Regions from separate parts of the Oryctolagus cuniculus genome. Here region 2 is linked to region 1. Evidence: chromatin contacts called from public Micro-C data. All regions are on one chromosome and are shown on one strand. Each heading gives the region's core, a stretch centred on a gene start, on an enhancer-like site or on the middle of the called end of the contact. The rest is flanking DNA. Distances are from core to core; before and after follow the strand shown. Region 1 holds the start of SETD9 (SET domain containing 9). Region 2 holds the start of GPBP1 (GC-rich promoter binding protein 1).

Evidence for each region. Hi-C and Micro-C count contacts between places; a contact is called where the count stands out from the background.
Region 2: a Micro-C map of ear pinna shows a contact between it and region 1, with 3 times the contacts expected there. The contact joins the promoter of GPBP1 here to the promoter of SETD9 in region 1. A contact is called at or near these places in 2 of 6 Hi-C or Micro-C datasets (ear pinna and skin fibroblasts).

Annotation. Positions count from the first base shown.
Region 1 is chr14:77,587,495-77,594,481 of mOryCun1.1, forward strand. It overlaps SETD9 (SET domain containing 9), which reads left to right and starts at 3,529. Exons shown (of 6, transcript XM_051853774.2): 1 at 3,529-3,696; 2 at 4,869-5,233. The coding sequence starts at 3,599.
Region 2 is chr14:77,848,256-77,855,242 of mOryCun1.1, forward strand. GPBP1 (GC-rich promoter binding protein 1) reads left to right here and starts at 2,990. Exons shown (of 12, transcript XM_002714045.5): 1 at 2,990-3,390; 2 at 4,634-5,580.

The sequences.
Region 1 (6,987 bases), core at 2,279-4,778:
CCATCAAAAAAAGGGTTTTTAAAGGGAAGAGGCAGCTGCAGGTGGAGGCCAGAAAAAAAAAAAGTCTGATCAATTGATAATTAAGCAGATCTTCCATACCTGCTCCAACGGCCAGGGCACTCTGGATGTCAGCCAGGTGGCGGTTTCTTACTAATGGAGCTCAGCTGGTTGGGTTGAAGGTTGCAGACCCTCTTCTCAGTGGGGGTGAGGCCTGCCTTCCAAGTCAATTCCTTTCAGTAGGATCCTCAAATTGTCCACAAACATTATTATCCCATGATCACAGATAATTCACAACACCAGCAATGGGCTCTTGTCAGTCAAAATACGAGAAGGGAAATTACACGGGTTTGATCAAAGAGGAATTCATAACTAAGTAGAGGTATCTCAGAAATCCCATCCAAGGACAGTTCAACAATGTATCATTATAATTTTGTACATTAACAGAAGACTGAAAAGAAATTGTATGGTAGGTTCAGTGAAAGGATTTGATATTCACTGCTCATTTAAAATTTAATATGGGGCCCGTGCTGTGGCACAGCGGGTTAAGCTCTAACCTGCACATATGGGCACCAGTTGAGTCCCCCGCTGCTCCACTTCTGATCTCACCTCCTGCTAATGCACCTGGGAAAGCAGCAGAAGATGGTCCAAGTCCCTGGGCCCCTGCACCCACAAGGGAGACCTGGAAAAAGCTCCTGGCTCCCGCCATTGGCTTGGCACAGCCCTGGCTATTGGCCACTTGGGGAGTGAACCAGCGATGGAAGATCTCTGTCTCTCCTCTCTCTCTCTGTAACTCTGCCTTTCAAATAAATAAATCTTTTTTTAAAAATTAAGGCAAAAATTCTTGGAGAGCCAAAAATAAAAAAATTTCATATTCCATAAAATATACTTTTCAGAAAATTACAGCAAATATTAAAGAGTGAAACTAGAGGAAATACGGCCAGAGACAAAGAAGAGCAGGCACCCTGCCCCCAACACAAACCTTGAAAAGTGGCTGCTCCCAATTAACCAGTGAGGCAGCTCCCACTGTTACCGCGTCCAGGTTGGGAAGATGTCCTAGGTTCTGCTTTGGTAACTCCAGGCGTAACTCTGCCCTATAGTCTTCCCCAGGTATCCCTTTTATAAACATGCCGGACCCACCGGCCATGGGAAGTGCGGTTCTAAGTCACGTAGGCTGCAATCTGAACCCACCAGTGCTGTAACAGTTAAGGTCTGATGCTAATGAACCTATAAGCAGTGTAAGAAACTCAGGATTGTTGCTCAGTTCTCAGGAAGAGATTCCAGCTGAGCCCGCTGGTGTGCGTAAACTGCCAGGATCCTCCACTGTCTCTGGTGCCTGTTTGAACAAAGGGAGTTTTCCAACTCCAGGTTTCTGTAATAAAACCTTAGAGATTGAAGAAATGAAATAGACCCACAGAAATAAAGTTAGATTTCCAAGATATCTTTGAGTAATTTAAAAAGTTGCAGATATAGTATTTTTTTTTAAAGATTTATTTATTTATTTTAAAGCCAGAAAGAGAGAATGAGAGAGAGAGTGTGTCTTCCATTTGCTGACGGTCACAATGGCTGGAGCTGAGCCGATCTGAAGCCAGGAGCCAGGAGCTTCTTCCAGGTCTCCCACACAGGTGCAGGGGCCCAAGGACTTGGGCCATCCTCCACTGCTTTCCCAGGCCACAGCAGAGAGCTGGATCTCAAACTGGTACCCAAATGGGATGCTGGCACTGCAGGTGGTGGCTTTACCTGCTATGCCACAGCGCTGGCCCCAACATAGCACTTAAAAACACACAAAACACTGTTTCTCTGTGGACACATACAGCTATGTAAATACACAGAAATAACACTGCTGGAAAACTAGAGTCCGGTTACTTGGAGGAGAGGCAGCCAGCACCAGAACTGGCCAGGGCACAGGGCTGGTTAGCAGACCCCAGCCTTACCTATCACGTTCCTGTCTGTTACAAGAATGTTGTTGGCACGAATTGTTCAGCTAAGCAAAAATTATTTTTAATCCATCAATATAAAAAGCCCTTGGAAATATGTACAAAAACCTCTCTTCCTTTTGAAGAGAAAGGATTCAATTAGTTCTTTTTGGTTCATTGTAAGTTTGTACAGGCACTTTCGTTGTATGCTATTTCTTAATATGCCTGAAATGGGATTAACTCCATTTAATCTAGATTATGCCAAAAGCTACCAAACAGAGTACGATGGAAAACTCTCTAGCGTTTGCCAATATCCACTATGATGTTAGAGATAAAGGGAGACATTTGAGATACGGTTTTTCCCCCCTTTTATTTCCTTTGGAACGTAACAAAATTAGTCCTGAGGCCCCCTGGAATCTGCCTGAATTTTCACCGGAATCTCAGCTGTTCAGTAGGGATTTTAGGTTAGGATTCATTCTCTCAGGCAAAGAATAAAGAAACCACATTTGCAGCCTGAAAAACTGGCACCAAGACATTTCCTTTCTTTTTTCTTTTTAAAGACTTATTTATTTATTTGAAGGTCAGAGATGGAGAGACAGAGAGATCTTCCATCCATTGGTTTACTCCCTGGTGGCCACAACCGCTGGGCTGGGTCAAGCCAGGAGCCGGAGCTTCCTCCGATCTCCCACGCGGTGCAGGGGCCCAAACACCTGGGCCACTCCCACTGCTTTTCCCAGGCGCACTACAAGGGAGCTGGCTCCAGAGTGGAGCAGCCGGACTCGAACCTGCACCCATACGGGATGCCCGCACCACAGGCGGCAGCTTCACCCTCTATGCCACAACACGGGCCCCACGACATTTATTTCTCAGCACTCGCCGATTTAACGGTGATTAGGGGGTTCCTGGCGTCTGCCGCCACTGGCGCTGAGCGGCCCTAACCCGTCTTCGTTCCAAAGCCTGATAAAAGACATTACAGGAGAACGACAGGCCAGTAATCTCCCGCGAACTTAAACGCAAAATTCTAAACGAAGTCGAATCCGGGAATATAAAAACAGGACGATCCATCACAAGGAAGCTAACCGAGAGCGACAGGAAGCAGAAAAGCGGTGGACCGGGGCCGGGGCCGGAGGGATTCGGCTGTGTTCGCTCTCTGGAGTCCGGCGACAGCTCCCAGGTGTACCGAGCCGTTCACTGGCGTGTGGGCAGCTTGAGGTAGACCGACTGCACCTCAATAGAGGTACTGCTTAAAAAGCTGCCCGTGCCGTCCCGTCGTGGGGAGTGTGGAGCGCTCAGAGGCTCCCCCACTTCTGGCTGTCGTACCCGCAGGACCTCCGAGGTGGAAACTAAGGAACGCGGGCGCGGTGGCCCGACGTCCAGGGGAGGATGCCACTTGCTTGCCAGGGGCGACAAGGGCGCCAGAGACGAGAAGGAGCCGCGCAGGGACGGAGGAGGGCGCGGGACCCCGGGGAGCGGACGCGGGGCCGGGCCACCGCGACAGACACGAGGCGCCCGGGGCCGCGCTCCTCGCGGGAGAAACGCGCTCTGCGGTCCGGGGCGGAGGAGCCAGGCGGCGCCAGGGACGCGGAGGGCGGAGACCGAGGAGGGCGGGACCGCGCGGCGCCTGCTCCCCGCCCGCCCGCCCGCCCGCGCCCGGGCCGTCCTCGTCACGGCGCCGAGGGGCAGCCATGCCCGGCCGCCTGCTGCGGGGCCTGTGGCAGCGATGGCGCCGTTACAAGTACCGCTTCGTTCCTTGGATCGCGCTGAACCTAAGCCACAACCCGAGGTGAGCGGGCGGGACGAACCACGCCGCCAGGGCCTCTGGGCAGGAGGCGGGTGGAGCCTGAAGCAGCAAGAGCCAGCGGCGACCGAAGGGCCGGCCGAGGGGGGCGGGGCCGAGGAGGGCGGAGCCAGAGGCGGGCGGGGCCAGAGGCGGGCGGGTCTGAGGCCAGCAGAGCCCGAGGAGGGCGGAGCCCGAGGCGGGCGGGTCTGAGGCCGGCGGAGCCCGAGGCGGGCGGGTCTGAGGCCGGCGGAGCCAGAAGACGCGCGGAGGCTCGAAGGGGGCGGAGCCTGAGGCGGGCGGGGTTAGATGTGGGCGGGGCTGAGGCCGGTGAACCCCGAGGCGGGCGGGGCGCCCGTAGCGGGCGCTGGCCCGGGGTGGGCGTGGCCTGTGACTGCTCCTCTGTGTCCGCGCTGCGAGGCCTGCGAGGCCGGCTTCTCCCTTTGCTGTCTTTACTGGCTGGGGCCCCTGTATGCGCGCCAAAAGTAGAGACCTTTAGAAAGAAGACTCTGCGTGAGAGTGCGTGGCCTTTCCCCGCGGAGCCACAGTCAGGAGGTTGAATTTCCTCAGAAAAGCCAGACCAGGTTTATTTTCACGGCCCTGTGGGCATCATCTTTGTGCAGACAGTCCGTGCGGAGCTAACGCGTGAACCCGAGCAGAGTGCGAACTGCGGGCGTGGGGTCAGGACCCGGGCGACTGGGTGGGCGTGGGGCCTCGGTCTCTGCCGGCGGAGCTCCCCGAAGTCTCTAGCTTGCTGCCCAGAGTGGGGGGGCGGGAGGTGCGCCCGCTCTGTCCGCAGAATTACGGGGAGTGCAGCAGGAACCCCGGTTAGGGAAGCCAGCGAGGCAGCCCCTGGAGGGAACGTGACTGCGGGCGGCGCTGGAGCGGAAGCTGGCCCAGGCCTGTGGAAGACGCCGCGGGTGGACCAGGTCCAGGCGCCCAGCCGCGTGGGCCTGGCAGCGCCGGGCCGCAGTGCGCGGGGCCTAGACACAGGCTCCTGCTGCGGGTATTGTCGGCGCTGCTTAGCTGAGGCGACCCTGACAGTTCCTTCCTGGACCTCCTCGTCCCGTGCCCTTCGGACACACGCCTGGTTCCATCAGCCGGTACCCCGGGCCGCGTCCGGGCAGCCCGGCCTTCATCGTTCAAGGGTGGTCAACAGAAACTTTTCCCGTTTCCAGGACCCTTCGATATGTTCCAGAGGAATCCAAAGACAAAGTTCTCTCAGATGAAGATGTCCTAGGAACGTTACTGCAACTTTTCCAGGCTCTGTTCTTAAATGATTTCAGTAAACAGTCAGATATCTTGGCCGTGCTGCCCGAACCTGTTAAATCAAAATACCAAGACCTGTGGGCGGTTCAGCACCAAAGGGAAACACTGCTGGGGAACAGTCAGCCGCAGAACACCTTTAAGCCGGAAGAAGTTCTTTATAAGACGCTGGGTTTCTGTGTGGTCCGAGCACCTAGCTCAGTGATTTCTGCTGGAAAAGGTGTCTTCGTTGCCAAAGGATTGGTACCCAAAGGCGCGGTTGTATCTATGTATCCTGGTAATAGCACAATTAGTTCTTGGCTTAGAATTTCTATATATTGATACATTCAACAAAATACTTAGCCCTGTGATCTTTGAAATAGGGTCTGAATTGCAAACTTGTGTTCCCGTAAGTTTTTAAAAGTCTGATCTGGAAATTAACTTTATAAATGATGCCATGTGTTCGGCCATGCCCTAGAGTGTTGGCTGACTGGGGCCAGTGTCCGCGCACTGAAGGCTACGCTGCCGTTTGTGATGCCGGCATCCCGTATCAGGGCACGGTGTGCATCCTGGCTGCTCTGCTTCCGGTCCAGCTCGTGCTACTGTTGCTGAGAAGGCAAACAAAGATGGCCCAAGTAGTTGGGCCCATGCCACTCATGTGGGAGACAAATGGAATTCTGGGCTCCTGGCTTTGGCCTGGACCAGCCCTGGCCATTGTGGCCGCTGGGGGAGTAAACTAACAGATGGAAGATGTCTATTCTCTCTCTCTTCCTTTCAAATAATAAACATTCAATGCATTTTTAAGGAAATTTTTAAGTCAGTGTTTCCACTTGGAACACAGTATGGCCCACTTTGACAGATTACTTAGAAAACAATAAGAGAACAGCTCAATTTGGCTTATTTGATAACTAAAGAAAAAATGGTATGGGAGCTAGTGTTTAGCTTAGTAGTGAAGGTATAGGCTGAGATACCCACGTCCCACACAGGAGTACTGGGTTCAAGTGCTGACTCCTTCCTGATTCCAGCTTCCTGCTAACATGCACACTGGCTGGCAAGAGGAAGGCTCAAGTGCTTGGGTTCCTAGCACCCACGTGGGAGACCAGGATAGAGCACTGAGTTCAGGCACCCAGCTCTAGCCTGGGGTGTGTGGGAAGTGAACCGGTGATGGCACCCTCTCTCTCTCCCTGAGCCCCCTGCAACCCCCGGCCTATTTCTGTCCCTCTGTTTCTCAAATACATAAAAAAAATTCTAAATGTCATGGATTAAAATTCAAAAGGTAGACACTTAAATCCGTAAATCGCCGAGTAAAGACTTTCTTGCCATTTCTGTCCTTGGGCAGTACAGCAGCTTCTTTACAGAAGTTCACCAACTGGGATGCTGACAGACTATGTTGGTAAACTGCCTTTATCTTACATGGTATAGTGGAAAGGGTGTGGGTGTTTGAGTCAGGCTGACCTGTATCTTTAAAATGCATTCTGTTATTTTCTGCTTTTGTGTCCCTAAGCAAAGGCACATAGGAGGCATCCTGGTACATATTAATTTTTTCCTTTTCTTCCTTTGTCAGTGAAAGGAAAAACAAAGGGGTCTAAATTGCAGAGTCATCTGCAAGGGTAGTTCAAAAAGTACATGGAAAAATGAAAGGGTATGACTTTATTTTGATGTGAAAAATTTTTTGTGTACAAAAGTTTTCTTCAAGGGCCGGCGCTATGGCACAGTGGGTTAAGCCGCCACCTACAGCACCAGCATCCCACATGAGCACCGGTTGGAGTCCCAGCTGCTCCACTTCCAATCCAGCTCCCTGGTAATGTGTCTGGGAAGGTAGCAGATGATGGCCCAAGTACTTGGGCCCCTGCAGCCCACCTGGGAGACCCGGATGGAGCCCCAGGTTGCTGGCTTCAGCATATCCCGGCCCTGACTGTTGCAGCCATTTGGGAATACACCAGCAAATGGCAGATCTCTTGCTCTAGTTCTTCCAAATAACAAATAATTTTTAAAAAGTGTTCTTAGTATGTAGAAAAGGTGTATTATCCATGAATTGAAATGTGTCATGCA
Region 2 (6,987 bases), core at 1,740-4,239, 260 kb after region 1:
GTATTATTCAAATGTTATACAGTGTATAAAGCAAAACGTTCTGATTTATTTTAAAGTTGTTCCTTAGGTATGGCCCATTTTTATATACATGTACATACTTCTTAAAAAGCACAATGGTGACCATGATAGTGAGAAAATGAACAAGCAAGTAAGCAAGCACTCTCTCCCATACACTGGTTCACTCTCCGAACACCCAAAAGAGCCAGAGCTTGGCCAGGTGGGCGCCTGGAACTCGGCGCCACGTGGGTGGCAGGAGCCTAACTTAACTACTTGAACCATCAGGGCTGCTGCTGAAGGTCTCCATTAGCAGGAAGGTGGAGTCAGAAGTCATAACTGGCACCACCCAGGCACTCCAATGTATGCTGAGGGCATCCTAATCACTGGGCTACATACCAGCCTCCTGCCACACACTTTCATCTCTTAGCAAAACATAGCAAACATCTTTGTCAGTATGTGTTGGTTTACACTATTAAAAAATATTTTATTATATAGATATACCTTAAACTTTCTTTTTAAAAATTTATTTATTTGTAAGGCAGAATGGCAAGAGAGGTAGAGCTCACTCCTCTCTGCTGGTTCACTTACCAAATGGCTACAATGGCTGGGGCCAGGCTGAGTCCAGGAGGCAGGAACTCCACCCAGATCTCCCACATGGGTGGCTGGACCCCAACTACTTTTTTTTTTAAGATTTATTTTACGTATTTGAAAGACAGAGTTACAGAGAGAGGTAGAGCCAGAGAGAGAGAGAGGTCTCCCACCTGTTGGTTCACTCCCCAAGTGGTTTCAACACCCAGAGCTAAGCTGATCTGAAGCCAGGAGCCAGGAGCTTCTTCCAAGTCTCCTACACGGGTGCCAGGGTGCAAGCACTTGGACCATCTTTTACTGCTATCCCAGGACATAGCAAAGAGCTGGATCAGAAATGGAGCAGCCAGGACTTGAACCAGTGCCTATACGGGATGCTGGTGCAGGCCACAGCTTTAAACCCACTGTGCCACAGCACCGGCCCCCCACTCAGCTTATCATCTGTTGCTATCCCAGGTACCATGGCAGGACACTAGATCAGAAGAGGAGCTGCTGGGACTCAGCTGGCACTCTGATGTGGGGTGTGAGTATTGCAAGCAGCAGCTTCCTGCACAACACTACCTGCTCATCCTATTTATTAAAATAAATCTGAGGATGTAAAATACCTGGAGAAAGTATTTTTAAAGATTTAAAAAATTATGAAAGTCAAATGATCTGGAGGAAAATCTGTAGATTTTCATTCATGACACGTTTAATACAAATAAGTGGTCTTTATACGCTCATCGAGGCTTGTCTTTTTGAATATTTGCCAATATGCTAGGTAGAAAGTGGTACATCACTGTTAGCTTTACTTTATTTCACCTTTTTTCCTAGTGAGGTAGAATACCTATTCATAGACATGAACATACATTTCATTACCTCTGCATACATGACTCATGACTAGCTTGTGCATTGTCTTTTGAGTTTTTAAAAGAATTGGTGTGGTTATCTTTTTCTTGATCGTTTGTAAGAGCTGTTGACTTACCTATGTGTTACATGAATCAAAATTAGATACTAGGGATAGTAAGCAAACATACATAATTAAATATTAACGTGGTTGTTGTACCTTAGAATTGTTTCTCCATCTTGCTATTTGTTTCTCAATATATTGTCTTCTGTCATATAAAGGTGCAATTTGTTTTATCAAATTTTTAAATCAAATTCTTCCTTTATTATTGCTTGGTTTGACGTTGTGCTTAGAAAGAAAAGCATAACCAGGTCCTCTTCTCCCGACAAGAACAGGGGAATGTGGTGTGGTGCGAAGACCAAGGATTAAGACTCTACCTCTCTCTGTAACTATCTTTCAAATAAATAAAATAAATTTTTTTTAAAAAAAAGACCCAGAGTTTGAGTTTACATTGGTTATAGGACAGTTATGGTACCCAATTTGCATATCGCACAAACATTTACTCGGCACAGTCTGCATTCGCAAAAGGGGGGAAGAAGCAGCCGCCTCAGATGTTGCTGTAAGGATTAGCCTGCCTGGCACACACAGGCATCCAAGGAGTGTTAATTCGTTTTCCTTCACGCCCAGCGGGGCATCCATTAATTGCCAAAAGTGGCCGCCTGCCCGACGAGGACTAAAATAAAAGGTTGGGAGGTGTAAATTTCGGTGCGTTTACATTCCAGCGGTCTTTCAGGGGCTTGCAGAAGCACTCCATTAAACTACAAGTCCCATAATGCACATAAAAGGACCATAAAGTTTCCGCGCAGGCAGCTCTCGTGGCCTGGGGGAGGGCGGAGAGCCAAACACTTTCTGTTTTCCGGATTTTTCCTCGTTAAGACAGCCTCCCTCCACCTTCCACGTGGGCCCGCTTCCTCCCGGAGGCCAGCTTCCCAGGTTGCAGAGTGAGGCCAAAGCTACCACCGCCGGAAACACTGTCACTACCGCACCGTTCATCAGAAAACGAGCCGTGAGACCTCTGTTGAATAACCCACCCACTGTCGCGTGAGGGGAGACAGAAATAATCCGCACAACCGTGTCCAGTGGCCACTCGTGCCCGGCGCGCGCCGCAGGGCCACGGCTTCGGGGCGCCCCATCCCTCCCGCACCGGCTCGCAGGCGCCTGGGCGGCCGCCGCGCTCCGCGGCTCCTCAGAGTTTCGCGCCGCGGCAGACGCGGCGGCGGCGCGCGCCCCCCGAGCCCACGCGGCCGGCAGCCGGCGCGGCGCTGCCCGGTCACCGTCGCGGGCTCGCGGCGGCCCGGGCCGGGGGAGGGGCGGGAGGAGGGGCTCCTCCGGGAGCGGCGGGGAATTCCCCCTTCCACCGAACGTTCCCGATTGTTCACCGTCCGCACGTCAGCAGCAGGGGGTAATCCCCGACTCCAGCTGCTCCTGACGTCACCGCGCGGAGCCACCGCCCCCAGCACGTCCCAGCCTCCGGGGGCTCCTTGGGGCCCCGCCCCCAGGCTTGGCCACGCCCCTCCCTTCCCCCAGTCGCTCGACGTAGAGGGCGGAGCTTCTCGGACCGGGGCGTGAGCGGTTGCTTGGGCCAGAAGGTTCTCTGGTAGAGGCGCTCCTCCTGCTGCTCCGCCCCACAGATTCGTTCGCAGAGCTTCTTCCACACCCTTTCTCCCTCCTTCTTCTCCTCGCCCCGCCTTCCCGCCCTTCTCCTCAACCCCTCTGGTTCCTTCCCCGCCTCACCACCTTCCACGATCTCGCGAGACTTGGCCCAGAACATTGCGGATCGGATCGGCGCCATTTTGGGACTGAGACTGGTTGTGGGGGAGGGAAAAGCGGCAAAAGGGGATTATTCAAAGTACCGAAAACCTCCTCCCGGGATCGAGCGCAGCGGTACCCCCAGGCCAGGGGCACCTCTGGTGGGGCAGAAGGTAACACCGTCCTCTGTGCTCCGCGCCGGAGTCCGGGGGAGGCGGGGGGTGCCCGTGTCGGCGTTGGGGCTTGAGGGGTCGGGAGCGGCGTTGGCGGCGCGAGGTGTGAGGCTGCCCGCGGACGGGGGGGGGGGGCGGCGGGGAGCGCGGAGGCTGAGGAGAGGGCGGCGCGGGGAGGCCCCTCCAGCTATCGACTCGGGCCGGGTGGAGCGGAGGCGGCGGTTGTGGGCAGGGGTGGGAGGCTTAGCCTCGGCGGCTTGGGGGGGTGTTTGGCTGAGGCTGGGGACGGGTCCGACGCCTTCCGTGCTCGGCTTCCCTCCGTCAGGCCTCCCGCACCGGGCCGCCTGTGTTTGCACCGCTCCTCCCCTCAGAGTGAGGGAGCCGAGGCCGAGCCGGGGCCTTCGCGGTTCCTCCCGCGGCGCCTCGGCGCTCCGCCTGTCCGGGTGTGGGGCACCTGGTGGCGGCCGAGGCGACGGCTCCCTCGGCCGCCCGAGCTCGGTGGGGTCTGAGGGGAGCTGCGTGCGATGGAGGCGGGGGGGACCGCGCTCGCCGTGGTTTCCGAGTGGGGCCCGGCGCCTTCCGCCCCCTCGGGTTTGGGAGAAGGCTGTTGGCTTAACATCGCGGCCATGGGAATCGCCACCTTCGCCCGCCGCTGCCCTGGCGAGCGGGGCAGTCGTCCCTGGCGGGCGCTGTTCGCAGCCGGTCCGCCGTCACTTCCCAGCCACCTCTCCCGCCTCGCTGGGGAAAATCCGCCTCTGGGAGCCCTTGCGATTTGGAGGAGCGTCTGTCTCGCTGCAGACCCAGCCTCCTCTCGCTGCTGCCCCGGGCCAGCACACCTGTCTCTGTTTTCCCTTCCGTGCGCTCAGGCTACTCAGACAAGACCTCTTGCACGCTCGTGTGCTAGTTTCATAGTTGAACTGTTTACTCAAAAAGTGTAAGGACGCTTGCTTATATAATCTCCCAGTGTCTGTCCGCACTCCGTTCCCGGTTGAAATCAGCAGTGGCCCTCCACGAAGCCGCCTCTCTCCCTCCCTCCCCACCCCCCACGCCCCAACGCACAGTTCCAGCCTTTTTTCTAATGGGGTAGACTTTTTAGTGACCGACTGCTTGGGCAAAGCCCTTTGCCAGGCCGCAGTAGGATTTTACAGAAGTTTCTCTCCAGAGCTTGACTCTTTAAGGTGGGGTTTGATTTTTAGCTCCGAATCGGAACTCGTGTGTAATTTTTTTTTTATAACTTTTGCAGGTGATTGGATTACAGATAATGAAGATCATCTTCTAGGTTTTGTGTAAAAGGCCCCGGATATTTCAAGTGGCCATTTTGGAATTACAATGTTTTTGGATAATTTTGCCCCAGAAGTTTATTAAAATTGGCACGAATCATCTCTGAAGTGAATTGACAGTAGTGAACTGTTCAACAAGCTGCTTAAAAAGACACCCAGGCATTTCTTCAGTATTTTTGTTCAAACGGATTATATAAGTGGTTAAAATATTTCTGCTGGTGGTATTTTTGCCTCCCCCCCACCCCTTGTTGGTGTTCTTCAGCCAACACTGTAAGATATGTTTGATTAGTGTACTGAGTAGTTTCAGCAGTTTCAGATTACTGTTTAAATATTGCTGAAGTTTCGTGGCAGTTTATTTTTACCTTTATTAAAAGTTTTAAGAATTTCGACCTCAGGCTTTCTTCATGTCACAATGGGACAGCTTTTCTAAATGAAGACATTAATAGGATACAGAATTTTTTTCTTTTTACCTTTTATTTACATGGAAATTTAAGATGTTGCAGTTTCCCACCAGCATGGTAGTATTGAGATAGCTTATGTGTCTCTGTTTGCTGATATTTAGGAATGCTCTTCAGATGTGAAATTTTCTTTTTGTTTCTGCTTTTTGGCTCATAATTGGATATTTCATCTGGAGCGGATAAATACAACTGACAAATACATGGAATAATAAAGAAGACTTTGATCTTAAACCTAAGGAACTTGGCTAATTCTGCAGATAGCCATATGAAAACTTTAAAACAGAAGTATGGGTAGCTGACTTGGAGTAACTCTATGTCAAATAGTCATAGGTTAAGTATCTTCAAAGAACTTGGATATTATTTCAGAGGATACAAAATAAAAAATCAAACTGGAAAACATAAAGATTACAGAGAAAAAACCAACACCTTCCTGTGCAGTCCTGTTGGAATTTGTAAGTACTATTATGGTGAGCAAATTAAAAGTTCATTTGTAAACTATAATGAGTGTCAAATTTATGCTAGATAATTCTTGGAAACCTTTTAGTTTCTTGTAGTATTGCTTGACTTTAGTTTTCTGGATGTTCTGAAAACAACTATTAACTACTGTCAGTAAATTGTAATACAGAAAAAAAAAATTCAAGGCTCAAGAATATTTCAGATTTAAACAGTAAAATTTAAACGTTTTTATGTTTTTGAAGTGTGAAACTAAATCTGTATAGTCAGTATACACTTTAAGCATTAGAGATTCATAGTAATGGCTAGCAAAACCGAACTAGTATTTCATGTGACTGTATAGCCAGTTTACATTGTAAATGGGTATGTTTTGATGGCCATTTATTATCTAAATGTGATTTTAGTGTTCCAGCGTAGAGTTATGTAGTTTGAAGCATTTTCATAGAGATTTGCTTTTTAATATTTTGTGAAATTGCTTTAAGGCATAACTCTTCCTAACATTGTACTTCATTGTACAAATTGTATTGAAGTGATTTCGTATTTCACGTTACTCCTTAAGATTTTAGTTTCAAAAAGAATAGTGGTTATCAGGAACAGAGAGAAACTGAGCAAACTGAAATAAGAACTCTTAAAAATAACTTAAGAAAATGAGGGTACATTTCTTTTTTCTAGTATGGTTGTGCTAGCATTAAGTTTATGAACACGGAAGACCTTTCTCTCTCTCTCTCATGTCCACTCAGCCTGTCCAAAAAAAAAGTTTATGAACACATTTTTTTAAGTTGAGTATTATAATAGAAATAATCTTTTAGTGATGCTTGTATTTTTCAGAATTGAATGTGTTTTTGGTTACCTTGAGTTACTATATTTTTGAATCAGGCCTTTGGGTACAAGTGTTTCGAAGATGATCCCTAAAATTTGGTTTTTTGAGAAATTAGTATTGCTGAATCAATCAGTATAGCTAGAATTCATTTGAGTTGATTTCATTTAGTTATCTTTTGAAAATATCCTTTATGAAGATGGCTTAATTACTTGTCAATTGCTTATTTATTTCTAAACAGGATGTTTTAGCTAAATTTTTGAATTCAGTTAACTCCTGGAGGGCAAAAGATGTGGTGGAGTCTAAAAGAAACTAGATACTCAGATTCAGAGTCATATGTGGGATTTATTTTCTCCTCCTGTATAGCTGATGAAAGTCCAGGAACTCATTCTGTCGGAATAGACTAAGTTCTGTGTATTTTGTGTTATACCTGTTACAGTACTTCTAGTTTAGTTTCCACACATGGAATTTGTATAAAAATTCATGAGACCATTCTACTCTCCTTCCCTAGGGGGAGCCTGTATTTTAATACATTTCATTTTAATGACTTTTCAAGTTCCTTACCTAATGTGATCAAGAACTTGAACTG